Regions from separate parts of the Cyprinus carpio genome. Here region 2 is linked to region 1. A link is a contact called in public Hi-C data. All regions are on one chromosome and are shown on one strand. Each heading gives the region's core, a stretch centred on a gene start, on an enhancer-like site or on the middle of the called end of the contact. The rest is flanking DNA. Distances are from core to core; before and after follow the strand shown. Region 1 holds the start of LOC109080287. Region 2 overlaps LOC109061326 (protein Shroom1-like).

Region 1 (4,139 bases), core at 961-3,460:
TTTTCTTGATGACGTAGTCAAGTCTTCTGGCAGTGTGGTTTTTCCAGGAAATGCATGCATGTACTCGCTGGACCACTTCTAGGAAATACTACCGTGTATTATGCACTTTTTTTTTGACAAACATTGATGTCATTATATTCAAATCTGTGGTTTTGAAAACATATGGATCATAATGTAGTAATTATTTATTTCTTAGCCAGCTGCAGGTATTTAGTGAAGTGATTGATGCTTGTGTCAGGTCAAGTCAAGTCACTTTTATTGTCACATCACCACAGCACATGTACCTTGGTGAGTGAAATTCTTGGGAGCATGCTCCAGAAATTGCAGAAACAGTTAACATATAACCATACAGACTTCAACAGGTGAAAATATGCAATATGCACATACATATAGTCAGTGAAGTTTAATCTCAATGTTTTTAATCTTGTGAGTTTAATCTCGATGTTTTTAGTTCTAACATTCCAACCGGCAACCAGCCTAAAGCTGCGGTCACGCTGGACTCTGAGCGTGCAACGTTTCTTCAGACGTGATGATATGATGCCACGCTCTGCAGCTTCCTTTTAAACACTTAAACTGCACTGCTGCAGTTTTACATTTCTCTTCTTTTAATTCAGCTACGAGGTCATGCTATGACGAATCAACCTGATACGAGTTCACAGATCACAGTTCACCAAACTTGAAATTTGGAACGCTGCGGAATGCGAAACTATACCGCTCTTTCCTGCTCTCCCGCATTTGCATGCGTATGATGGACGTGATGATGTGTGTAAGGGATGAGAATATGCATATTATAAAACATGTTGGAGACGTTCAGAATGCTTTTTGTGTAGTTCGTTATACATATTTTACAGAATTCATGACTTCACTGACAATGTTTGGCTTGTCAAAAATGTTACGTTCTGTAACATTTACTTTTGCAAGCTTTTGTAAATCAAGTTAATTTTTACCAGGTAATGAGTGGTTTTGTCTTTATTGTCTCTTAAAACAAACATCTTTTATTTAAACCCATGAAAATGCAGATCCTGCAAATAAGTGAAATCACTTGTTAAACCTGTTGTTTCATTATTACCCCTCAGCAGGTTTAGACCCATGTATGTGCTCTTGAGAACTGAGTCTTCTAACTAGATCTTCATCATTACACAGGAGCTGTATTCTGCTTGCAATCACATCGTCACCAAACCCAAGCCCAAAGTGGAGCCTCCAAAGGAGGAGATGGCAGCCGAACAGAACGGCCCTGTGAACGGACAGGAGGGTCCAGAGGCCCAAACGGCCAACCCAGAGAAGGGCCAAGCCGCCCCAGAAACCACAGAGGCCAAGCTTCCCGAAATGGACATCGACTAAACTCGCTCGGCCCTCTTCTGTGTCCGCACCAGCCTCTCTCACGCCTCTAATATGCCTCAGAGTTCAGATATTAAAAAAAATAAAATAAAAGAACATTCAATTTGGTGACGCAGGCTGCCCAGTTCAGTTCTCTTGCTGTCGGTGGCTTGTTTCTTTCTTTGTTTTGGATACACAGAGATCCAATCTCCCTTTTTTTGTTTCTTCAAACAGGAAAAACCATGTTATAGATATAGGACGAGAACCTGGTCTTTGTCGCTTTTTTTAATGTCCACAGTTCCAGTCTCCTGAGAAGAATGCGGACAGTATTATAAAGCGCGGTGGACTGGTTTAGTGCAGACTTTTTTCTGTTCTGTTCTATGTGGAGAGTTTATTGGCACTGAAGATTTGTTACACAGACTTAACTTCTCAAGTGAAGTTTCTAACGAGCAGATTTTGGTGAAGAAGCACTGAAACGGAGGAACCTGAACTTTCCCCGAGGTGGAGGCATGAGCTGCGCTGTATGTCCGAGGAGCGTCGAGTCACTGTTAAGCAGTGTTTGGTTGTAAGAGGTGCGTCTCGTTCCGTGTGGACGGCCCGTGTGTGGTCGCTTTGGGTTTAGCTCTGTTTGTTTTCCTTTTCTACTCCTCAGCCTGTGTGAATGCTGGAGACTGATGTGGTGTCCAGTCACAAATGATCAGAATAAACCATTCATTTTGGTATACAGACAAAAGAAGTTATTGGAATGTATTTATTGGATGTACTGTACATACTGGTTTACTGTTAGTGTAATTACAGTGTCAGTTTAGTGAGGTGAAATAAAATCATTGCAATTTTGACCATCACATGCGTCACGCAAACAAATATCAGATGAAATGTAATCAGGTATATAAATGATAAAATTGAAATAATTTCACTTGGTGAGGCTGTTCACATGATATTATTAATGTGCTTCATCTGAGACCGTGATGCTTTAAGAAGCAGAAGTCAGTGTGAAATCTCATCTCCAGGGCATTGTTTAGTATAAAAAGATATTTTAAATAACCGGAACATTAACTTCCTCAGAGATATTTCAAGTAAATATTTTATTTTAAGGGGTTTGAGTGACAAAAAAGTGTTTGGGAATCCATGCATTACATGAACAAACAAGGTCTCTGGATATGACGACATCATTGTGTTTCACAGCTACGTCACCAGTGTTTAGTAACTTACGCACAATTATTTGTTTCAATTACTGCTTTGCAAATTTATTCACATGATATCTGTAAGCGTTTCAGTTTATATTATATAATTATTTAATAACAGATGGGCTAATAAAGAAAGAAAGAAGGTTTCCCAGCTCTATTATCATTTTATGACAGCTAAGCGATTTGTTACCTCAAGGCTTAACATGTATTATATCCACTGAAATATAATATATAACATATATAGATCAATATTAGGACTGATACATTATACCATTAAAGGGACTCTGATTATACTCACGTTGCCTGGTTACGTTCATCGAGCGCTCAGCTGTTAATTTGTGGACCACGCCCACTTTAACGACCGCAGCTAATTAAAGTCTGGATGAAGATCGGGTTTGTGAGATTAGTAGTAACGTTATAGTTTCTCAATGATGATCGTTAAGAAAGCGTCACGTGGGAAGAACACCGGGCGCAACGTGACGCCAGTGAGAGCTGCGGCGTGCTACAGTATGACTCGCTTCACAGCTAACTCTGCGCTGATTATTACCGACTCGTTATAATGTAACTGTCGTTTTAAACTCTTAGATTTTCAAAGGCTTGGGGCGAAACACAGTCGAGGCGTTCAACGAGGTCGCCAGCTTTCTGAGTTTAAAGCCTATGGATGCGACAAAGACAGAAAAGATCTCCACCAAATACGGTAAAGTTACACCTGAGTCATGAATATTAATGAGAAGACACCTGTGTGCCTTTCAAACAGGAGCTATAGGATTGATGCTGCGTCACAGTTTCTTATTCTGCGCCCTAAATGTATATGTTAATGAAGAAAACGTGGATGGGTCATTCTACAGAAACGTCCATTTTTCTGTCCCTAGCCTTTACAGAAATATTACAATTGAAAAACACATTAGGGTTACATCTTGTTTACAAATAACTAAACATTCTCAAATCTTATTTAGTATTTTTACATCTTAACAAATAACTAAACATTCTCAAATGTTATTTGAACAATTAGACCTTCTTGAACCATCAATGTGGCAATATTTGTTTTTAATTAATTATAAAGAATTCCAAGAACCACAAAACTCGTCCCCACAGCCATGTACAGAGGGAAAGTGCTTTATTTTGCAGTCAAAAACAGTTTTTTCTACCATTTAAAATACAATAATGTATTCATAGTTATCAAATATGTTATATAAATGTCATAATAAAACAAAATGCTGAATAAATATTCTAACATATATAATGAAAACAGTGGTCCTCTGAGGTTGTGTCACTGGTGCCATTTGACAAAAAAAACATTACTGTTTGAAATAAAAATCACACTGATGACATCACTTCCTCCTTCCTATTTTCTAAAGATCTATGAAAAAAGCCCATGTTAAGTCCACTGTTTCTTTTCAGTTATCAGAAATGTTCTCATTTAGCTCACAATTTCATATGAAGCTTTTAGTTGACGTCACTGGTATGATCTATTTATTGTTAGGGAATTGTAAAAATAACTATAATACAAATGGATTAAACTACTCAATTTAGTGAGTATATTATGATTGACAACATATGGTTTGATATCCGACAGCAGGCATTTTGTAAAATGCATTTTTCATGAAAATTGTCACTGGTGTTACTGTCACTGGT
Region 2 (4,139 bases), core at 572-3,071, 66 kb before region 1:
TAGAAAGAACAAAACAGATCTGATTGTAGTTATTCACATCCTTTCATAAAGATGTTTCCTTGTATTCCTCGAACTGATATACAGAATACATTGAGTCATGCCTGGAAATCATTTATTTGGCACCCAAAATGTAACTGTAGCAGCTCATGGGTTTATTTCCTGCATTCTATCTCGACTTGCAATGCTACATATTAATGACCTCAATAACTTGGCGGAGAAATCATTTTTTTCTGATCATTATTAATAATAATAAATTATTGAGCACTGGCGTGTTTTATCATAGTGAGATTGTCAAGAGTTTTATCATTTAATAGGGATGTTACGATTCCCTCAACTCACGATGTGATATGATAAGATTTGCTCACGATTTTTTACACAATGAGATTTAAGACAAATTATAAATCAAAAGGAGTCCTTTTACTATTTCACAGACAAAATGCTTCAGATTTTTTTGTGAAATTGAAATATGAATAATAACAAAACTACATAGAAATATTAAAACAAATCCCAAATCAAATAAATAACACAAAAAATAAATGAAATCTCTTCATATAAACAAACTAAGGCTTTGTCTGTTGCCTTTCCATTTAAAATTAGAGTCAACCACTGCATTTTACTCACGATCCAAACAAAGATGCTGCATGCATGCAACATGAGCAGTTTCTGATTTAAATTAGATTGTATAATTTCAACCAGAAAGGTCTGACATTAGCTTTGTGAAACTATACTACATAAAACAGATCTGAATGAAACCAAAACAGCAGACGTACTGAATGAGATGCAGATTCACTCCCTGACAGCAGGTGGAGCTCATGGAACAAAGCAGCACTGCGCTAATAAACACTGCTTTAATATGCATCATACAGAGACAAGATGAGAAGAAAACCATCTAAAGTTTTCTGAAGACCCTCAGAGACACATTCATATAAACCCCCATTACCAACTGTATCGAGATTCGTTTAACATCTCAACCAACTTCAATCGTCACATATATATTTATTGATTTTTAGCCATCTCTGCATGCATCTTACATCCCTAAAATTTAAGCAATAAAACTATGAGTCTGTACATTAGTGTTAAGGAGGTTTTAAAAACACCATTTACCTGTAAAAACTACAATCACATGGCTGCATATGGACGCCGACTGACCGAGTGATGAAGCCTGTGAGAATGCAGTTATATGCCACAAATTCAAGATTTGAGGGCAAAAATGCCCCGTGTGGGTTTGTGTCTTATATTTACATCATATGATATTATTTTAGCAATATCACACGTGCAATAGTTTTGTCTTTTCCAGATTTTCCACGATTGCAAATGTGATACTAATTTCACCGTTCAATAAACAACGTTAATAGGGTTTTAGACAATTTTGTCAGCAATGTCTGTTTTGCTCAATTTCGCGGACGCAAATAGATCCAAATTAAGGGACAGCAGAACTTTTTCAATACTGCATGAATCTGCGTTTTTTTAACGAATCGAATGAGCCAATGATTCAGTGAACCATTCTAAAAGCAAAACACTTGCTTCGTATCTGAATGAATCGGTTGAATGAATGACTCACTCACTAAGACCTACTGGTGCTTTTAGTTTCATATTTATAGTATAATTTCATTTAAAAAAAATGAAATTATAAAAAACATTAATACCCATTTATTATCACTATTTCTGCAATGCTGAATCAAAATAAATGATGAATGATAAAACTTAGGCTGGCAAGTCAATGACAGATGCATGGATGTGCATCGTCACTTTTCATGTAACCTCATGACAACTAGCTAACAGCACTCTTATTGAGCCCTTATCAGTGGTAAAGTGATTACATGGGATGGGAATGTGCGAGATAAACTTACACATGCAATGCAAGCACATATGGTATTATGTCACATTGACTCAGGTTGTTAACATTCATGGCACGACTTTCTCTGACGATTCAACTTCAGTAGCTAATGTGTTTCTGACAGGACCTGTGCTGACTGGGACTCGTCACATTACGTGACAGATGAACTGCACTCGCTCGATTACACAGAAACGCTCTGTTTACAGCCCATAAGGACAAAGTTTCATTTTTATCCTCCCTTACATAATATGTAAGCCTCACAGAGGAACTCAACGAAAACAAGTCACCGAATGGCAATGCCAAATGTTTTTCAAAACCCCCAGGCTTGTTAATCATTTCAAGATCGCTGAAGACAAAACACTGCCAGGTGCACTTTTCTCCTTTTGCAACTCAGTTGGAAAATAATCTGGAAACAGATAAGTAATCCTATCCGGGGAGTGGAAATTGCTGAAATTCTCACATTACAGTCTCTGAGAGGCCAAGCCAGGTGGAGGTGCTATCAGGTGACACTCACCTGTCAATCAAACTCAGAAACAAACAATTCAGCTCACTACTAATTATACATGATCCACACAGAACTGAATATGTCTACAATAAATACAAAACTATGGAGATTAGGTCATTCAGACACCAGGTAACTTTATAGTCTTTTTAAAGGCTTTCGATTATTAGGTTTAATTAATTATATCAGCCACAAAACACGCAAACAAAAATCACTCATCTTTCTCAGCATGTCACCAGTCTGATGTCCACACAGAAGAGTATGAGAACTTCAAGAGGATGAACCTTACAAAATCAGGGTCTTTTACCTCTATAAAGGGTTATTATAGTTTACTGAAATTAAAACGAAAATGATAACTATTAAAAAAAAAAATCATCATCACTTTAACTGAGATGAAATAAAATATTTTTATTTCAGCTAACTGCCAATGCAACATTTCTCATTTTAAATTTAGCTTTACTTGATGTACTGAAATAAATAAATAGAAATGTATAAAAAATTATAGACATTAAAAAAAACTACTAAAAGAAACAAAATTACTAAAATGCTACCTAAAATGAAAATGAAAACAGAAGATATAAAAATAAAAACCATTCAAAATATGAATAAAAAATATAATAGTATCCCAATGATATTAAAATAACACAGTTTCACAAAAAGAAAGTGAAGCTTATTTTAGGACCTTTAAGATTGATTGATTGACTGAGTGTATTTTCATGACAATCATGACAATAACGTAATAATTTATTTTTTTTACATTTTCTAAACTTTTTAAGTAAATATAATATTATTTGTTGAGCTAAATTGTATCTATGCTGGAATATGTAGGACACTTTTTTTGTAATGACAATTACTTTTGCATAAAACTTTTCATCTTTATTGAGCAAATTAAAATTCCTTTACTGTTTATTTGATGTTGGGGTTAAATATAGTTTGGATATTGTGGGTTTTCTCTTTACTGTTGGCAAGCCTTTATTAGTTCAGATGAAGAAATAACCTTAATGTTCTGACAGTTCAAACATTCCTTTCTGGATTCCTGTTCAGTGACCTTAAGATCGCAGACAATCATGCAACTAAGCAAAGGTGAAGTCATAGAACTATTGCAACTTTACGAGACCAAGAAGACAACCAACAGCATACACTAACATTTGCATTTGTTCCTCTCAAATTTGACTTGCAAATAAACACAGTTTGATCAGCTGAAGAGATGGTACATGTCCTCTGATTGGTTTGTAAAAACACTGAATAAATTAATAAAGATTAAATTACTTAAATTTGAGGTTATGACACTGTTTTCAGCTACTAAAGCAAAAAAAAAACACTGGAAATGAAGCAACAGAACTAAAATGTTAAAAGAAGAAATTGGGGAAGAATTTTTTGGATGTGAAGGAATTAAAAGGAACTGTTGGATATACACACACACACACACACACACACACACACACACGTACCATATTAAAATCACATCACTGGATTTTTGTTGATGTGCTTAGAAAAATTACAATATTATTAATTGAGTATTTTTTTTTCTTTTCACGAGGGACAAAAACCTGCACTTGTTCTGCTGAAAGACTCAAAAAGATCTCAGCAGCAAAGACGCACTTCCTTGAAACTACAGCTAATGGAAAGTTCAGCGTTGCTAGCGGTTCATCCTTCCCACTGCGCAGAATGCTTGAAGCTCAACACAAAGGCCTTGAAGTTAAAAATAAGGTAATATAAGATAATAGCTGCTATTAAAATCCTAATATGGAAGGAATGTGATGAATGTGTTTAGTCCCTGCACTTTTGCTAATTACAGCT

The links. A called contact is a pair of places that touch in the nucleus more often than the background predicts.
Region 2: a contact with region 1 is called in a Hi-C map of red blood cells, with 3 times the contacts expected there. The contact joins the enhancer-like site here to the promoter of LOC109080287 in region 1. A contact is called at or near these places in 2 of 8 Hi-C or Micro-C datasets (liver and red blood cells).

What each region holds. Positions count from the first base shown.
Region 1 is chrA21:20,492,514-20,496,652 of ASM1834038v1, reverse strand. LOC109080287 reads left to right here and starts at 2,210. Exons shown (of 11, transcript XM_042711246.1): 1 at 2,210-3,011; 2 at 3,090-3,201. The coding sequence starts at 2,933. It overlaps hspa4a (heat shock 70 kDa protein 4a), which reads left to right. Exons shown (of 19, transcript XM_042711242.1): 19 at 1,144-1,412. The coding sequence ends at 1,341.
Region 2 is chrA21:20,558,138-20,562,276 of ASM1834038v1, reverse strand. The region is part of intron 1 of LOC109061326 (protein Shroom1-like); the gene reads right to left. Among protein-coding and RNA genes, the nearest start is that of LOC109061326, 6.0 kb to the right of the region's middle. Within about 2 kb of position 1,821, at least 1 of the 8 cell types and tissues checked has an H3K27ac peak or open chromatin away from gene starts, as enhancers often do. A contact at or near this core is called in liver, where this site is marked.